Linked DNA regions of Bombyx mori: region 2 is linked to region 1. The links are chromatin contacts, called in public Hi-C maps. All regions are on one chromosome and are shown on one strand. Each heading gives the region's core, a stretch centred on a gene start, on an enhancer-like site or on the middle of the called end of the contact. The rest is flanking DNA. Distances are from core to core; before and after follow the strand shown.

Region 1 (3,319 bases), core at 280-2,779:
TGGAAGATGGTGCTTACCTGCGCTCGGTTGTTTCTCGTGTGCGAGCAGGACGGACATAATGTCGTCGTTCTTCTCCTTCCCTGCGGTCTTGACGCTCGCAGCAGTACTGGCCGCCTTCTCGAGGGCCGCGTCCGTCGAGTGCGCGCTGTCGCTCTGTCGACCAATACGAACCGAGTCAGCTTTGCGAACTTCAACATACATTCAACTATACGACGGCCGCTATAAGCCAATATTTCTGAACCGCATTAAGGAAGCGCTCGATACAAATAAGTTGTTTTCTCTTTATAGCTAATGCCATTGACAGCTTCGCTAGAACTAATAACTGCAGTTTCCTAATAACTGCAAAATGTATTCGAAGGAAAAAACAGAGAAATTCAGTCAGCTATATATAGAACATATGAAGACATGAGTAGATTAAAGGAATATTATACAATTTGTTAATTTTGAGAAAACGGGCAACACACTTTTATTACTTGTAATTTCTCTTCGTACATAACTCCATAATTTCTAAAAATAGCCTTTAAGCCCGGAGTTTTGAGGTCTAAAATCGATTATGGACACATAACACCTTCATTCAATGTAGAAACTCGAAAATCTTAAAAATTGTATTCCATCCTTTCATCCATACATGTCTTCATATAGCCTATATATAGTCGACTGAATTCCTCTGCTTTGTCTTAGCGGGTCCTCTGCTTTTTTCTTCGAAGGCATTCTGCAGTTATTAGCAAACTGCAGTTCTTAGTTCTAGCGAAGCTGTCAAGGTCATTAGCTATAGAGAGAAAACAACTTATTCGTAAAGTAGTCAAAATGTCCGGTTTGAGGGGTTGTAGCAATAATAGGCTGGGGATTCATTTAAAATGGCCACGCGCTCATGATTTTTTTTATATCACCAAAACAACAATAATTCCTTCGCGATCGACTCGGTCATGCTTGAACCGGTCACGGAGTCTATTTTTTTTTTTTTTTTGTTTTTTATTTCTTAGATGGGTGGACGAGCTCACAGCCCACCTGGTGTTAAGTGGTTACTGGAGCCCATAGACATCTACGACGTAAATGCACCCACCCACCTAGAGATATCAGTTCTAAGGTCTCAAGTATAGTTACAACGGCTGTCCTACCTTTCAAACCGAAACGCATTACTGCTTCACGACAGAAATAGGCAGGGTGGTGGTACCTACCCGCGCGGACTCACAAGATGTCCTACCACCAGTAATTACGCAAATTATAATTTTGCGGCTTTTGATTTTTATTACACAATGTTATTCCTTTAACGTGGAAGTCAATCGTGAACATTTGTTGAGTACGTATTTCATTAGAAAAATTGGTACCCGCCTGAGATTCGAACACCGGTGCATCGCTCAACACGAATGCACCGGACATCTTATCCTTTAGGCCACGACGACTTCAAAATTCTTTCGCGATCGACTCGGTCATGTTTGAACCGGTCACCGAGTCTGCATCGGACCTGTTCGTTGGAGGCAATGGTGCTCTCGACCATCCAGACGGGCCGCTCCTTGCGTAGCGCGCCGGCGTCCCGCGCGGGCTTGTCGTCTCCGATGGTGACGTCGACTCGTGTCTCCTCGACCAGCATGCCCTGGTTGCGCGTCGCCTCACCCGACCATTGCTCGCCGCCCGGACGCAATGCAGACTGCTTTGACGTCAATCTGGACCAAAGACAAGAGAAATGTCAATCTTAACCATTAATACGTATTCACTTTGACGTCAATCTGGAGCTAAGAGCAAGAGAAATGTTAATCTTAACCATTAATACGTATTCACTTTGACGTCAATCTGGAGCTAAGAGCAAGAGAAATGTTAATCTTAACCATTAATACGTATTCACTTTGACGTCAATCTGGAGCTAAGAGCAAGAGAAATGTTAATCTTAACCATTAATACGTATTCACTTTGACGTCAATCTGGAGCAAAGAGCAAGAGAAATGTTAATCTTAACTATTAATACGTATTAACTTTGACGTCAATCTGGACCAAAGACAAGAGAAATGTTAATCTTAACCATTAATACGTAATGACACGTTGAACGTCATGCGGCTGTACGCTTAACGACGGAGGGAAATATTTTTCCCCGAGCGGGTGATATTGCTCGGTAGACAGACAGTCCGAATGTTCTAGTTCGGAACTTGTATATATGCAAGCTTATCTTGAAAATGTCCTAAGCGAGATAAAGGCATCTATCAAATATCTTGTGTTGTGTGATGGCTACCGCCACACGGTCAACCGGTGGGCCTAGCTTACTAGGTATACCATTCGGACAAAGCCAAAATTATGAAAGCAGTAAAGAAATCAACTTGAGATCTTGAAGATCAAAATTAGCGACTTTTACCGTCTAGTTTTTAAGATATTTTAAAAAGGTACGACTTCCTAAAAATATCTTGATAAAAACTACAGCTTTCTATTGGATTTGAAAACAAAAGGCGTTCAGTTCGGCTAAAGGGCCACGCGGATCACTTCAACACGCGCTTTTGATATCTGCAATTTGTGGATTGTAGGAAGCATTTACGTCGGAACCCTCACGAGGATCACGGGTGACCCTTATGGCCCGAAAGGTATATTCAGGCCACAGTGCTCACCGGTGAATGAAAATACTCGATTTTTCATTTGGCATTCAACGTGTTAATAAATATCTTAGTATAAAATATTTTCTTGGATATTATTTTTTACACTGATTTGATGATTATTCGAAATGACTTCAAAACTCACCCTCGTATTGTGTTAATATCGACCGGTTCTGGTTCCAGTATCTCTGGAGCCAGTTTGATGCCTTCGACCTCTCGCAACAATATGTAAAGCGTTTCCAGCTGCTCATTGAACTTGGCCAACAATAATCTGGAGTCTTTTTTTGGTAGCGCCGACATGTCCTCGTCCACAACTGCACTGCAGAACGTGCATTGGAATTCTTGTGTTGCCATATCGTATAACTGATCTGCCTAAATTTGAGAAGAGCGATAATAATTTACTTTAGCAATTAAAATTCCTAATGAAATAATACAAAAACATGTTTTTTTTTTATTATTAAGCGAATATAATGATTGGTCGTTTGTAACGGCTAAACAAATGTGAGGTAGGCGTGACGAGATGCAGAAATAATGGTTGTAATCATATAGTTTTCTCGTAATTAAAAAACGCTAATGTGATTTTATTGGTGGTAAGGGCGTTTTGTTAATTAGCACGGTAAGTTTTTTTTTAATGGATAGATATCTGGTGACCCGAAGCCTTTTCCAGCTTCATCAGGACTGATGGGCGTGCACAGTTTCAGCCATGAGGGTTGGGATTTGCTAAGAGCTGCACGAACGTCACC
Region 2 (3,319 bases), core at 385-2,884, 62 kb before region 1:
ACACCAGCCGCTAGCTCCAGCCGCTTGCACCAGCCGCTAGCTCCAGCCGCTTGCACCAGCCGCTAGCTCCAGCCGCTTGCACCAGCAACTAGCACCAGCCGCTAGCACCAGCCGCTAGCACCAGCCACTTGCACCAGCCGCTAGCCCCAACCGCTAGCACCAGCCGCTAGCTCCAGCAACTAGCACCGGCCGCTAGCTCCAGCAACTAGCACCAGCCACTAGCTCCAGCAACTAGCACCAGCTGCTAGCTCTAGCAACAAGCCCCGGCGGTTAGCGCCAGCATTTTAGTACCAGCCGCTTGCACCCGCCGCTTGCGCAAGCCGCTAGCTCCAGCCGCTTGCACCAGCCGCTAGCTCCAGCCGCTTGCACCAGCCGCTAGCTCCAGCCGCTTGCACCAGCCATTTGCACCAGCCGCTTTCACCAGCCGCTAGCTCCAGCCGCTTGCACCAGCCACTTGCACCAGCCGCTAGCTCCAGCCGCTTGCACCATCCACTTGCACCAGCCGCCAGCTCCAGCCACTTGCACCGACCGCTAGCTCCAGCACTAGCACCAGCAGCTATTTCCAGCCGCTTGCACCAGTTGAAATACTTCCGAAAAAATTTGGGGTACTCAATGACGCGCGCCAAGTACGACAAATATTTTTTTTTCATTTTTAAATTTTCAAATATATTTTTTTTCATTTTTTCAACGTTATGACGGTTTCTTGGTATTTTTTTGTATTTCACATCTTTTTGTAGAGAATGAAAGTTATTGAAGTTTTATTTTTTTTGTAAAGTGCAAATGTTATTGAGATGAGTTTTATAAACGTAGACTTGGCGCAATTTTTTACAGTAAAACTGTTTTTGTTCGGATTTCATATCTTTTTGTTAAGTATTATTTTTTGCTTATTTATTACTTAACAAAAATAGACAATAGAATAAAAATAAATTATAAATAGTCACTCAGCTTAAAAGCTAATGAAACGCTCAATTAATTAGTGTAATAATAATCAACATCAACTTTTACAAATTTAAACCGAATTAAATTCTGTTTCAAATGTGAACGGTGGATGACGCTGTTCTTAATTATTTCAGATTTTAAAATTGAAATCGGAAACCTTTGAAACATCAATCCGCATCAATGTAATTTAAAAACTACAGTAAGAGGCTTAAATAAAAAGCTGAGCCTTAATTAGAATTTTTTTCGGAATTCAGTAGTAAAGTTCAAATTATTTTGATGAAATCAAAACTGAAATATTCATAACATGTTAAACAATCAACTACGAATAAATATTATTTATTCAGTAGACAATCACAACGCCATCTCGTGAAGTATTTCGGTATTACATTAATATAAAATAATTAATAATTGGGAATTTAATTGTTTTTATGATCGAACAATCACCAATAGTCGTCGAACAAACGATAATTGATCAAAATAAATTAATTTGAGCGATAAAAATAAAGATCTCTAGTAAAGGAGGCCCACTTAACGGTGATCATTTATTTAATTAATTATAAATAAACAAAAGACGAACAAACAATTTTTACATTCGAACATTAACGAACAAACGACGAACAAATCATTAAAAAATAAAAAAGGGGGCCAAATTTACAGAGCCGAGCTCATGGATTGTTATCGAGTATAGTAGTCTATGTTAAATTTTAATACTCTGTGAATGGATAGTGAGGCGAAAATAAAATGGTGCAGTGCTCTGGTTCTGGACTCTGGATGCCGCGTTTTTAGTGATTTCCTTTGACTGCTGCAATTGTGTCACTATCTCAGATTTATTGTCGATATTGTCAGCACTAAGTTCATTGAAAATGGAAACAAATTCAAATCCCATAGTTGATATGCAATCTTGTCGAATATGTCTCACTAATAGTAAGACTTTATGTCCATTATTTAGGTACAAATTGTCTGGAAACTACGCAGAAATGCTGACAGCAATTGCCGATGTAAAAGTAAGTACACAGTTTCAAATCTCTACTTATTCTCTATCGAAACAAATGTTTTCACAAATGCTGAAATTTCATAGTGTGTATATGGTAAATGAATGGAAACAGAACAGAAATAGTAATTTGTCACTATTTTCAACTAAGCCGACAATTTATTTTTAAGGTATTTTCATTTTCTTTATTTACATTAATAATAATAATAAACTTTCAAACAATCAGACTTGATGAATTTACTTAACGACAATTTTAGCAAAGCCACCGGGATGGAATTTGTGTTGATAAATGTGCGTTCATAGATGTACAGAGAGATAAAGTTGTAAACTCAGATTGCTTACAATTTAACCATAGTGTGGTCTTAAAATTTCTTTTTTAATCTGAAACCTACAAGTATCTTGGTATGTTCAAAATGCTAAATATAGTGGACGTAGATATGAAACAATCGTTTAGAGAAATATATATTAAAGGATGGGATGGTCGACCATTGTAGGACATGCCACAATCCAGGAGAGTTTATTAGACATATTGTTTCTGGCTGTTCTTCTTTTGCTAATGTCGAGAATTTGCATAGACATCATCAAGTATTGTGAGGGGCTTTCTCACTCTTGGGTCCTCACCATTGGTGGCTTGTGTCGTAGACACTGTCAGCAGCAGCAACCTATTTTTATATGGTGTTTTTTAAAGTGTATTTTTAATATTTTTTAAGAAAGATTTATAAATTAATGAGATTTTAAATGGATATAGTACAATAATAATAATGCACAGAACAAATCATGCACAGTCATCCTTCCCCAAATAAGGATTCCCTCTGTTATGAGTACCAGAGACTGACATATGTACTTATATATATAGATAATGAACACCCAGACACAGCAAACAAACCTATTCATCACATGAATGTTTGCTCAATGCGGGAATCGAACACAGGACTCTCTTTACAACAGTCAGGGGCTCTAATCATTGCATTACTGAGTCAGTCATTAAAAAATTATAGTATAGAATAGTATATAGTATTATTGAAAAAAATTAAAAAACGACCAGGTATAAAAAAAAAAAGATTGAATAGTAAAAATGACACAAATTATTTATACTTTTTATTTAATTAAATTTAAATTATTTAATTAAACTAATTTGTTTAAATTATTTGATTTTTAACTTATTAACTTTATTAACCTAAAAGGTTAATATTTTTAAAGGTAATAATTAAATTACACGGCACTTAAATTTTGGATGTCTTATTTTATATTTGCCATATTATTGATGAAAAGGAAATAAGTGTTCCTGCAACTTTAGTACTGCTGCTTTAGATAAATAATGGAGTGAATATGTCCAAACAAAAACTAAAGTAAGCTACTAAAAAACTAAACTGCATGCAAAGGCTAAAG

The links. Hi-C and Micro-C count contacts between places; a contact is called where the count stands out from the background.
Region 2: a contact with region 1 is called in a Hi-C map of middle silk gland, with 1.6 times the contacts expected there. The contact joins the promoter of LOC101742415 here to the enhancer-like site in region 1. A contact is called at or near these places in 2 of 7 Hi-C or Micro-C datasets (middle silk gland and whole pupa).

What each region holds. Positions count from the first base shown.
Region 1 is chr22:9,629,876-9,633,194 of ASM3026992v2, reverse strand. It overlaps LOC101742954 (general transcription factor IIE subunit 1), which reads right to left. Exons shown (of 9, transcript XM_004931818.5): 5 at 2,722-2,948; 6 at 1,466-1,664; 7 at 18-153. Among protein-coding and RNA genes, the nearest start is that of LOC101737553, 9.3 kb to the left of the region's middle. Within about 2 kb of position 1,529, at least 2 of the 8 cell types and tissues checked have open chromatin away from gene starts, as enhancers often do.
Region 2 is chr22:9,691,535-9,694,853 of ASM3026992v2, reverse strand. It overlaps LOC101742415 (zinc finger protein 431), which reads left to right and starts at 1,634. Exons shown (of 9, transcript XM_004931815.5): 1 at 1,634-1,943. The coding sequence starts at 1,803.